Linked DNA regions of Gasterosteus aculeatus: region 1 is linked to region 2. The links are chromatin contacts, called in public Hi-C maps. All regions are on one chromosome and are shown on one strand. The core of a region is the stretch at or near the end of the contact, and the rest is flanking DNA. Distances in the headings are between cores, read along the strand shown.

Region 1 (5,461 bases), core at 2,022-4,521, 110 kb before region 2:
CGCAAGGACGGAGATAATGGCTTCGCTTCAACACCACAGTGTCTAGAAGGAAGTTCTGATGCCTATATATGTTCTGCATGCTACTTCATTCTAACAGTTTTGACACTAGTTGACACAGAAATATCCCAATACTAATGAAACTGAACTTTATATAATAACTGGGACTTATTGAACAAACATTGTTTCAGTGTCTGTCCGGATAAAAATCCAGAAACCATTGACATGACCCAGTGCCGTGTTTCCTGGAATGCAGATATGCTGAATGGCTGGAGGCTCACACAAGGCACACGAAGCTAATGTAATAATCCTTGTCCACATCCTCTGTGTGTGTGTCTGTGTGTGTGTTAATACCCCGGAACTTTAGGGTCAACTTATTAAAGTACACCACAACCGGCATGACCATTACTGTTGACAACAGTGGTAGATGAAAGGAGTACTGAAAGAATACATTTAAAAGCTGTGCCATGAATCAATCCATTTCCCGAATCAACTAAAGCTGACGACATTCGTTCCCAGCCAGTCGACACCTGGATCCAATTTATTTGAACAAATCCGACAGCATCCAATCGATTTGCTGTAAGCAGAGGCAGTAAGAAAAACAAATGCTTCCAAAGATCCTTTTGTTTGTATACCAAACAATGGTCAACAAAGGACTTTACTCAGGACCTGATTTGGGACCTGAATCAGAACTTGACTGTATCATATTTCCTGTCTTGACCCTGAGCTTGACTGTCTTGATTTAGGATTTGACCTGGAAGATTCCTTGTCTTTACTCCAGAACTTGCATATCTTGACTCTGGACTTGACTGACTCAAGACTACAATATTTGTCTCTGAATTATAGTGGAGTAGAAGTATAACCTGCAGAAAATAGGAATATTCCGGTTGAGTACAAGTACAGAGATATCGTACATAAGTTACCTGTGTGAGAAAATGTACTTATTTACGAATAACTACTGGTTGACAAGGTCTACTACCTTGAGGAAGTCCCACTGTACACACATATATATATATATATATATATATATATATATATATGTATATATATGTGTGTACATATATATATATATATGTACGCACATATAGGCTGAGAAATGCCGGCTCCTCAGTATGATCTACAGACACTCTCCTTGCCTTCTTCTCTCTGCCCCTCTTCTTTCCGTCGGGGCTTTAGTGGTAAGCTTAGGTAAGCTGATTATTCACCCAGTTTGGTTTGCGCATTCAGTATTTTGGGAACGATTCCGACTGCTTCCCCACCATCCTATATAAACCAAAACACCCACGCAGTCGTGCTCGCTCTGTACCTTCACCGGGGGCTTCCGCTGAGCTTGCTGTAAGCTGAGTATATTATGGAACAGGGGGCTCTGCAGGACCGTCTTCAGCAGGGAGAGTTTCTCCTGGGTGGGGGCCTCTCCTCGCTCCTTCAGTTTGGCTTGCAGTCTCTCCACGGCCTCCAAGGCCAGCTGGGCATCTGCACGGAAAGAGCGTATCGTTTTGAGCCACTCTGAAGCAGGATTTCTCCACATGTTGTAGCTGCTGCTGCTGTGGGACCCCGGCACAGACCTGGACCTTTGATAATAAGCTGTGAAATGCCAGGCCTTAATTGAAGCGACGAGGAAATACATTCTAAGTCTTTCAACGTGACTTTGCTAAGAAGCCGGTCATTAGAATATGACGGGAGGACGGGTGGATTTCTCTGTCAGCACAGTGTTACGTATTGGAACAAGCCCGCCAGAGGGCCATTCCTTTTCAAGACCAAACTGTCAAACGTCACACTCCTCTCTTCTCAAATCTCACCTGGTCACCTGCAACGGGGCTGACCAATAACTTCAAATTCTGCAACAATAAGGAGAGCAAAGGCAAACAGCTGAGGTGTTGCGTCAGGTCGCATCACCCTTGTTTATTCGGTCGGGGCCGCAGCTAAAGAGCACAAGCCACACTCAAAGTAATTGTACCTGGCAGAAGGTTAAGACCCTGTAAACTCTTCCCCGGCAAAGTTTTGACTACCGACCAGACTGCGAGTTGTGTGCCACCTGTGCGTGTGACCCCCCTGTCTGGCTACAGTAAACCCACGCCTGACACCTTGAATCGTAAGCCCTTTGATGACGGTCATGGCAGGGGGCTGGAGGGTGGGGGGTCGGGGGGCGAGGAGGAGGGGGGGATGCACTTACCCATCATTTCCATCGGGGGCCCTCTGCGTATTGTTGTGCAGGGGGGGTTGAATCGTGTCTTTGTGACTTTTTCTGTATCTGTTACATTCTTGTCTCCTACATCAACAACACACACACACACACGCACACACACACACACACACACACACACGCACACAGAAAATGCATTTGTCATTATTACAATTAAAGCAGGAAAAGGAAGTAACGCCTCATGTGCACAGGAATAGTTTGTGTGTCTACATGTGTTTCATTTCACCTCTACGTCCTCTCGACCGAGGCCTGTTTGTTTGCTTGTCAACTAATACTCTTTAGCCGGATTTAAATCTTCTCCAAGAGGGTTTATCAGTCAGTAACGGTAATTAACAGCGACACACACAAGGGCCTCCCATTCATTCCTTGACGGGGGAGGGAATAGCCTGTATAGCATCAAAGCATGATATCATTGACATGATTTGATTTGCAGGGGAAAATGACAACGTCTCATCTGCAATCCAATTAGGGGGGATGGGGGGCAATGATAGGCAGCATTTACATGCCCTTCACAGCGGAACATTTAATCTATATATCTAAATACTTGTTGATGTTAAAGCGATGCGGTCAGGATGATAAAAAAAGAAATCAGTACAAATGAATGGCTTACAGTGTTTACGTGGCCCCTTCAGGCACTAATTTGATATCTAAATCAACGCGGCGATGAGCTCATTTCTTTATAAATGACCGCAGCGCGTTCGAGGCTATCACCGTGACGAACAGACGGACACTTCGGCCGAATCAAGCCTCCTCTCACCTCCATTGCTGCGCCGGTGGGCTCTACATCAACAGGTCCCCCCCACCCCCACATCCACCCGCCCTCCGCGCGCAGCTCCAAGGGGCGCAGCGCGTCCTGCGCCTCCTCCGCCGGTCCGCAGGGAGAAAATGCACCTGCGGAAAGTAGCTTGGAGGACGCTCCCCGGACGGGACAGGTCACAGATGCTTGATTGGACGACGGCGAGACATCGAGAAGCGCGTTGTGCGTTTTTTTTGTTTTTTCTCGTGCGTGTCCTGAGGCTGGAGAGCGCGTTCCGCGCAGTGCGCATGTCACCCTTGTGATCTTCAGGCAACAAGAGGCTCATCCCGACTGCCGCTTTAATCCCGTCAAATGCGTTTCAGTGGGACGCAGCTTGTTGGCGGAGGCCTCGACTGAGCCAAGTGGGATTTGTTCACTCCGTTTTCTTTGTGTATTTCAGACTTCTGTAAATAAACACGAATGAAGGACAGGCCCTGCCCCACGATGATACCTATATCATATAGCTATATATCACAGTTAATTATGATAAGAATAAAGTTAATATATGCCAACTTTCCAAAGAATTAAACCAATCTATAAAAAACATCTAATCACGTTTCCTTTCCTGCTAATTTGTTATTTTCTTGCCTTTTTTTAAACCTTAAATTAAGACTTGCAGAGTAATTTATTGGGTCTAACTTGGTCCCAAATTGACCTTTGTTCCTCTGTATTTGGTAGAGGATGCGACCAGTTACACCTTACTTTTGGGTTGGGCTCCTTGAGCCAAGGCCATTTCCAGAATGTCCAACAACATCCTAAAACGTCCCCACCACGAACATTCTGGGAACCCCTGTTCGCTTTCACACGGCAGGTGGAGCCCTCGCTCCAGCGATTTAAGGGGCATAATCCAGCTCCGTGTTTTCCACCACACACCCCCATTTCATGCGCCCCCTCCCTCCCTCCTCCTCCCTCCCCCCCTCCCTCCCTCCTCCTCCTCCTCCTCCTCGGCTCCCCGCCCGACTGCAACGCAACGCTCCTTTCGCCGGGCTGCGCTCTATCAACCGAGCATCCACCGCGCCTCCAAATTGGTTTGTCATTTCTGACCCCTCTCTCTCTCTGTGTCTCTCTCTCTCTGTGTCTCTCTCTCTGTGTTCTCTCCCTCACTGTGTGTGCGCGTGTGTGTGTATGCGTGCGTGCATGCACGCGTGCGTGCGTGTTGACCACGGTCCTCTGCTCTGCTGCGCGCTGCGCCTGTGGACTTCAGCAGAAGTCAGTAAGAACATAAAGGCGGCCGCGGAAGATAAAGAGAGAGAAAGGGGAGGGAGGGAGGGAGGGAGGAGGGGACACAGACAGACAGAGAGAGAAAGAGAGACGCCTCTATCCTCCGCCAGCACTCCACTGGATTTAGTGCATTTGGACGGACGCGATCTCCCGGTACCTGCAGCCGTGCGCGCGCGGATCGGGATACGGAGCACGCGGCCGTGGGTTTATTACACCCGCAGCTTCACCTCCATCCTTTCTGTCGGTAAGATTTGCCTGCGGTTGTTGTTGTTTTTTATTTTTACATACATTTTTTATTTTATTGCGGCAACATTTAACCACAGCAGCGGGATCCGATCGGTGACGTTATTTAATCGACTGGGGAAATATATTTACATCCGGGATCCGGGGGACTGTATGAAAACGGGGGTTTATTCCCGACTCCTCCGAACGCTGGATGTGTATGCGCCTATACCGCTGATGCCACGGTAAGGACCCACTCTCTATTCCTGCACATATTCTCTTTTTAGGGGGGTTAAATTCCAAGTGTGGCTCCCGAACGCCATCACACCTCCGCGGTCCTCGCATCTGATCTGGGAATGTGGCCTTGCGCTTAAGGGGTGCGGAAAGTGGCCCTTACAGGACCAGGATGTGGTGGTGGTTGTGGGGGGGTGTGGGGGGGTAGTTTGCTGGATTCGCACACATGATGCTCGGGCGACTTGTTGGTTCCGATGAGGTGACGGGGCTCGTGACACCGATTACCCTCCCGAATAATCGATGCGATCATATTGAACACACGGTTGTCATTCTGTGGCCGCGTGCGTCTGCGACCCAAAGAGTGTGGGGGGGTAGATTGCAAGGGGGGCAGATAGAAAGCATTTCACCTGCCTCTGCCGTTTGGGGTAAAAACAGTGTATCGGAATGCGGTTAGCCCATTCCGTGCCGCGCCGGGCCGCAGTCCAGAGACAATAAAAGAGCCAGTGTCCTCCGTGCGCATACGGACAAGAAGCAACGGATCTGTTTTAACAGAGAAGGCGTCCGGGGTAGCGGGGGGGGGGGGGGGGGGGGGGGGGGGCAGATGACCTTGATGTGCAACTGAGATTTGCTGAAGGTTGCCCAGCTCTTCGATCTTGACCTGAAACTGAGAGGAGCACCTTCCCTCAGACCCCCCCCTCCCCCCTCTCCCCCGCTCCCCTCTCCCTCATTCTTGCTAAATTCCCACAAGCAAACGCTGATCTCATCGTGCGTGCACGCTGATGATGAAT
Region 2 (6,246 bases), core at 436-2,935:
TGGTGCACTTTTGTCGGTACGAGTCAACACGACTGAAATCAGAGGAGGCAAACAGATAAGAATGACCACGAGTGATGCGGCTCCGATGAAGCGAACGGAGGCAGAGGCTGATTCTTTTTGTTTGTTTGTTTTCTGCTCGGCCCATCCCCTCACAGCTGTCAGCTTGACTGTCTGGGGGTGGCAGTTTACCTCAGTATATTTGGATGCTCAGGCTGTTTGGATATGAATCACATTTTCTTCTCGCATTCCCCTTCAGGAGATTCTGGTTGCCAGTTGCTATGGCTACAGTAAATCAGAAAGACACCTTGTGAGACAGAGTTGACCGGTGAGACCGTATTTTCCTCCTCTCACGGGTGCCATTCCAGTTACCCCTTTACTTGGTCCACTCTTCAGCACCACATGAAAAGACATTGTATGAAGAGAGTATTGTGAAGATTCAAGCCCAAAGTTGAAAATGTCACAAGTTTTTCCTTTTAATTTATTGTTTCATATTTCTTTTATAGTTCCTAAGAGTTATATTGAATGCTTTTTCGATAAGTCTGAGTGTGCTGGCACACAGTATATATATATTTTTTTCAAAGAACACAGACCCACAGCTCTGAATCTCAAACTCCAGTCCGGAGATTTATGTGAGATATATTTAGCTCACATAAATCAGCGAATGCAGGAATACGGAGCATCCACAGAAAGGTCCTAAAAACAAAGTGTTTGCCTTTTTGGTATACTGCTGCTAAAGCATGTGTGGGTTGAATTTTGGGTGCATACAGGCTCATATCTCCATCATGTATGTACCTACATGGCTTGGATCATCGGTATTTGCATAGAATCGGTGGGTGGGCCGAGTTGGTACTGTTGAGTATTGACAATAACCATTAAGGGTTTTGTGTGAGAAGTGGCTGTGCAAATGTTGGGAGTTTACAGAAGAAATTGGTGAAGCATCATCAAACACTCAATTTGAGGTTATTTTCTGCGAGCATGATTACCTGCCATAATGGATGGGCCTGATTAAAAGACTGTTCATTTCAACAGCCCAAAGACTTAAACATTACACAGGCAAAAACAAAAAAGAAAGAAAAAAGATGTGTTGTGCGTTTTGATTGGCTGCTCGGTCCTGGGGTGAACAGCCTCCGTAGGAGCAAGATGCCCCGAGCCCTCCCTCAGTGAACAGGACAACACATTTGTCAGCTAACCGAAGCAGCTCATCTAAATTTAAAATGTAATTTAAGAACCATTTAAATGTATAGGGAGCAATGCACCTCGCAATATTAACAATTTACCAACACACTCTCAGCGTGAACGCCGGTCACCTGGGAAGATAAAGTGAGGCTGGGTTATGTTGTGTATGTCACTACATATTGTGTACGTCCCACACATTACATAGTTTTGATGAGCTGCGGCCCATATTAAAAATATATCATATTTTTCACTTGTTAAACATCCTCACGAGATCCGGCCCGACTCAAACCCTCAAAGACAGGAAGAGGATTAAGAATCCGGCTGTTTGCTGCAACATCCAAGGACTCGTCATTATGTATCTCCTGCCTCTTTTCAAATCACTGATGCAAGAAGTACGCACTCATATGACAGAGAGAGAGAGAAAAAAAGGGAGGGAGGGAGGGAGCGAGCCTATATGTGTGTTGTGTGGAGGAATGAAGATCCTTGTACTGTTATGTTCAAACAAAGGTTTCCACGGCAACCGCATGCACCATTAGTCCCCTTATCAAAACTAAGGGATGAAGCACCTCGATTACCCCTCATTCGGATGCACGCACACACACACATTCACAGACACGCAAAGTCTTACCCATCAGATTTACAATCGTATCTCAACCTTCGATTGAGGATTGCTTTGTACAAATGTTGCCGCTGTATGTCGAGGAACGGCATGAGGGGGGTTTGATCTCTTAGCTGTTTGACTGAGTAGAGACTCTCAAGGACAGGCGATGGGGGCTGTTTTATTGGAAAACAATGTTGCAAGGAGACATACGGCTTCTGTTGAGCTCCAGGAGCACCCATGAAAAGCATTTCCATCGCAAAGTTTCACCTGAAAAAATGGAGTCCAGCTTCAAACATCCTGTCGGGGTGGAGGAACCGACCCTGTAGTCTTTTCTTCATGTCAGTCTGGTTTTGTGAAGTGAGGACATTGGAATACTGACAGTCGGTCCCCAGAGAGGTTGGAAGGAGATATATATATATATATATATATAATTTAAAGGTTTCGTCTTTAAGTAAATACCTGTGGATTCAACATCAAGTAGAGCACCTGAGCACATCAATAGCTAGCGTTATCACTTCTATGCTAGCTGGTGAAAGTATACTGAATGAATACACGTGCTTCACATGCTAATCACTTTAGTAGTAAATGAGGGCCAACTAGTTTCATAGGAAAAGTGTTTTTCCTTCATTGAATCGCCCTGTGTCACAGTTCACTTTTGCACTGGTCTGTAGATTTAGCTTCTACCTCAAAAGAATTCATATTTATTTGCAGGGTTGAGTTCGTGGCAGTGGGAACTCCATCGTTGTCCTTACAGCTTGGCGGAGCAGCGGCTGAAGGTGGCGCTTCACCGAGGGTCTTACTGCTTACGGTGAGAATATTATTGAGAACATTCTGAAATGAAATGTTGTTTTGATTTGTGCATTGTAAATGTGAAATGACAGTTGTTGCAACTCAAATAGGGAATCATTGAATTATTGTCTTTTAATTAACTCTCAAATTTCTATTTTGCACAAATAAGTATTTATCTGTTTTATCTGTTTCTGTGGTGTGTGGAGTTAAATAAATATATATTTTTATAAGCCATGTCAAACAAAACATTTCCCAAACAAATGAGTTATCAAATGAGTTATTAATAATTGAGCATGAACCTGTGGTTTCTATTTAGCTCCACAAGTCAACCTTAAATTTCCGAGAAAAAAAAGAAGAAAGAAAACATTTAAACCCCAGAAAGGAAAAAGAAGCAGCAGGTGAAACTCAAGGGTCAACGTTTTTTTTCTTCGGGTCATACAAACCCACACCCGCACATCAGAGACACACCTACACACACAGGCACACACAGCCCTTCATCCATGCCTGCTGATCCAATCACATAGCGCCTGGCACAGGACGACAATCTGGGGATTGCACCGTCATGGGACAAATCCAACCCAAAGGATCCAAGCTCTCATCTGGACGGACAGCCGTCTCAGCTCATCAGGTCTGGGGCAGCAGACTGCTGGGCCGTGTACCAATACCCGGAATTCAGACTGCCGGGCTGAATACCAATATTGTCCTGTTGTATCCGTCTGAGTAGACTGGACTGAATGCCAATGAGAAAGGGAACAGGTGCTTCCACATCGATGTGACCGGTTTATGTCTTTAAAAGATGTCCAAATAGGAAGTAAAAATTCCCACAGTACAAAGTCATTAATGTTGTCAATGTCAGAGCTGCGTCACATGATCAGATGACCAGACACTCTCTGTGACTCTAATTGCTTTGTTCATGTAGCTATCTGACTTCTTAGGAGACTGTATCTATTCCACCAACATTGGATGGATTGCTATGATGCGTTGCACCGACATTCATGTAAGGAAGGAACTAACTTAGTGTGCCATAAGGGAAGCCTCTTAAATGTAGTGAGACTTCAGGTTAAATTCACCGACAGTTTCAGTTACACCGGCCGTTGTCATATATATAGTAATGAACTGTAGGGAGGCATCAAAATGCACATTTGTAGACTCTGTCTGCAACTACAAAACACACACACACACACCTACAAACATGTCTCACCATGGAATCTACCGACTGATTGATGGCTTACAGATCTGCTGCGCTAAGCTTCAAATATTTATCATGCAGTCTCGGGGTCTCTCATCTTCTGCCACATGTTCATCGACCCAGTGCCCCTGCTGTCATTTCCGTGTGCGTGAGGGCTGCGGGGTGGGTGCGTTACCCATGTTGTGTCTGTTCACATTGGTCGCTTTGTGGGGAAACGCTTTCCTTTATGGGGACAAAACACCACAAGGTAAACCTTTGTCATGCTGTTCCTATGGATATTAAGGCAGACGGCCAAGTTGCCGCCCTGCTGTATGTCTAAAATCATTTTTGTTTTTGCTTCATGTAGCAGTTTACCATCAATAAGTGATTGGTTTTGAGACAGGACATCAACTAATGAGTTCATCAGCAAGAAGGATGAGAACCTAATAGTGTCCGGTGGGATTTGATTTTATAGGAAGTTGATTGTTTTACACTATGTCATGGATTACATTTCGAAAACATTTGCATTGTAATTGATGCGGGATTCAATTATGTGCCGCGTACTTTCATCATAATTCAAATTTATATCCATTCCGATGAAGACCTTGGGGAGAGAAAAAGATGACAAAATAATATTAGTTGTAATTTTAACCCGCAATCAACTTGAAATGAAAGCGTTTAATGTATTTGACCCTGCTTTCATCACCTCAATGTGCATTCACCCGAGTCTATGACCTCGTTAGGCTGCACACTTATAAGAGCATGTAAGTTTATGATAATGTGCTGCAATCCTGCGTTTTGCTGCAGCGCCAGCTTTAGGGGCTCCTGCTGCTGGAGTCCTGTGGGTCCAACATCTGCTCACTGCTGGTGGGAGAAGTACAAAAAAAAACTTTAGTCAGTAGCCCACTTTTCTCATCTTCCAAACGCTCACAACGCGGCGTCTCTCTTTTCTCATCTCCTTCCTGGTGTCTTCTTTTTAATCCCACATCTCCTCCTCCTTGCTTCATTTAACTCCGGTCCTCATGCTCTCTCTCCCCCCTTTATCCCCTCTTGAGCTCCCAAACTGCACATTTTATTTCTAATGAATCCAGGAAGGAAAAAGAGATTGGAACATGGCATTAGAATAAGAATGAAATAAAAACTAAAAATGGCACTACAGGAAACTGGATTTCAATTTCTTTACATGGTCATTAGGCAAGTTTGATAGTGCTCAGATCAGTAAACATTCCAAGGAAAAAATAGAGAAGGGTGTTCCCATGAAGAAATATGTAATTCTAAATACCAAAACACCTTTGCAATTCAAATCTTTTGCAGGCAACATAGACAAAAAACAAGTGGTCCTTGACAAAAAGGCATGTGGAAGGTAAAAAACCCAGAAAGCAAATGAGGCGAAGGCTTTCTGACGATGATGTCAAACATTAGCTCCTCCCGATGAAACCTGTTAGCTCTACCACCATTTTTACCGTAATTTTACATTTTAGAGCAGTTACAACAAAACTTGCGAGCCGTTGCAATATTGAGAGCCTTTGAGAAATAGAATAAGTGCTTCTCGTTTTTAGATCCCTTGAACACAAAATCTTTCAGAAGATATGGAAAAATCCATCGACTTTTTGGAAAAGGGTCAACTCAATTATTCTATCTCTCATTATCTGAAAAAGTGTCATTCATTCATCCTCTTCTTATTTTACCTGCATTGTCTACTTTGACACTTGTTGTGTCTCATTGACCTTAATCCATCAAATTGAAATGTTCCACTTCATGTTTGTTATTTCCACATGAATGATATGACCTTGGATGGCATTGCCTCCTGTCGGGAACATGCCAAGCTGAAGCTGGCAGCTTGACTCATCTCTGGTGCCACATGCCTGAAGTGATGTTTTTCTGAAATAACTAGTCAGGCCTGAGGGATTGCTCCTTTTTGCAAGGCAATTGTCTGTTGGCAACGTTCATAACTGATCCTGGACAGAAAGGGTCACACTTGTTGAGGACAGTATGAAGTATATATTGTTCATGTCCGGCTGGAATCTGGTTAGTGCTCTAAATTCGAAATGTTTAATTTATAGTATAGCAGCGAATCCCAGCAGCTGGGAGTTGATCAAAGCAGGCGTTGCAAAGTTCTTGGCCACACGTAGCATAAGTAGGCTAACAGGCCAGGTGGCCACAAAATGCAAAAGGGATTTAAATTCAAATGTCTTCCAACATTAGACACCTTTATCTACCCACATACTTATTTTATATCACACTTAAAGTTGATAGAGTCCACCAATATACACAAAGCAACACCTCGGGCCTGAAAGAGTCACACCTACAGATACCACGGATCCCAGCAGGCACGTGTGCAGTTAGCAAAAAAACTTTAACTTGTTAAGCTAGAGGAGCTACTGCCACCTGACGTTCTCAGGAGGAATACCAGAGACGGGCTTATTGATTATATCTTCCAAATCGATTAAATTAAATGATAGAATATGTCATTTCAATGCCACATTCCAAGATAGCCCCCGTTTAAAACTAT

What was found. A called contact is a pair of places that touch in the nucleus more often than the background predicts.
Region 1: a Hi-C map of skeletal muscle shows a contact between it and region 2, with 2.5 times the contacts expected there. The contact joins the promoter of LOC120825236 here to the enhancer-like site in region 2. A contact is called at or near these places in 2 of 6 Hi-C or Micro-C datasets (skeletal muscle and tail fin).

Annotation. Positions count from the first base shown.
Region 1 is chr9:508,005-513,465 of fGasAcu3.hap1.1, reverse strand. It overlaps LOC120825236 (multiple PDZ domain protein), which reads right to left and starts at 3,271. Exons shown (of 43, transcript XM_078080629.1): 1 at 2,958-3,271; 2 at 2,171-2,266; 3 at 1,304-1,470. The coding sequence starts at 2,183. It overlaps adgrl3.1 (adhesion G protein-coupled receptor L3.1), which reads left to right and starts at 3,913. Exons shown (of 23, transcript XM_078080611.1): 1 at 3,913-4,461.
Region 2 is chr9:395,735-401,980 of fGasAcu3.hap1.1, reverse strand. No RefSeq gene overlaps it. Among protein-coding and RNA genes, the nearest start is that of gtf2e2, 28 kb to the right of the region's middle. Within about 2 kb of position 1,685, at least 1 of the 9 cell types and tissues checked has open chromatin away from gene starts, as enhancers often do.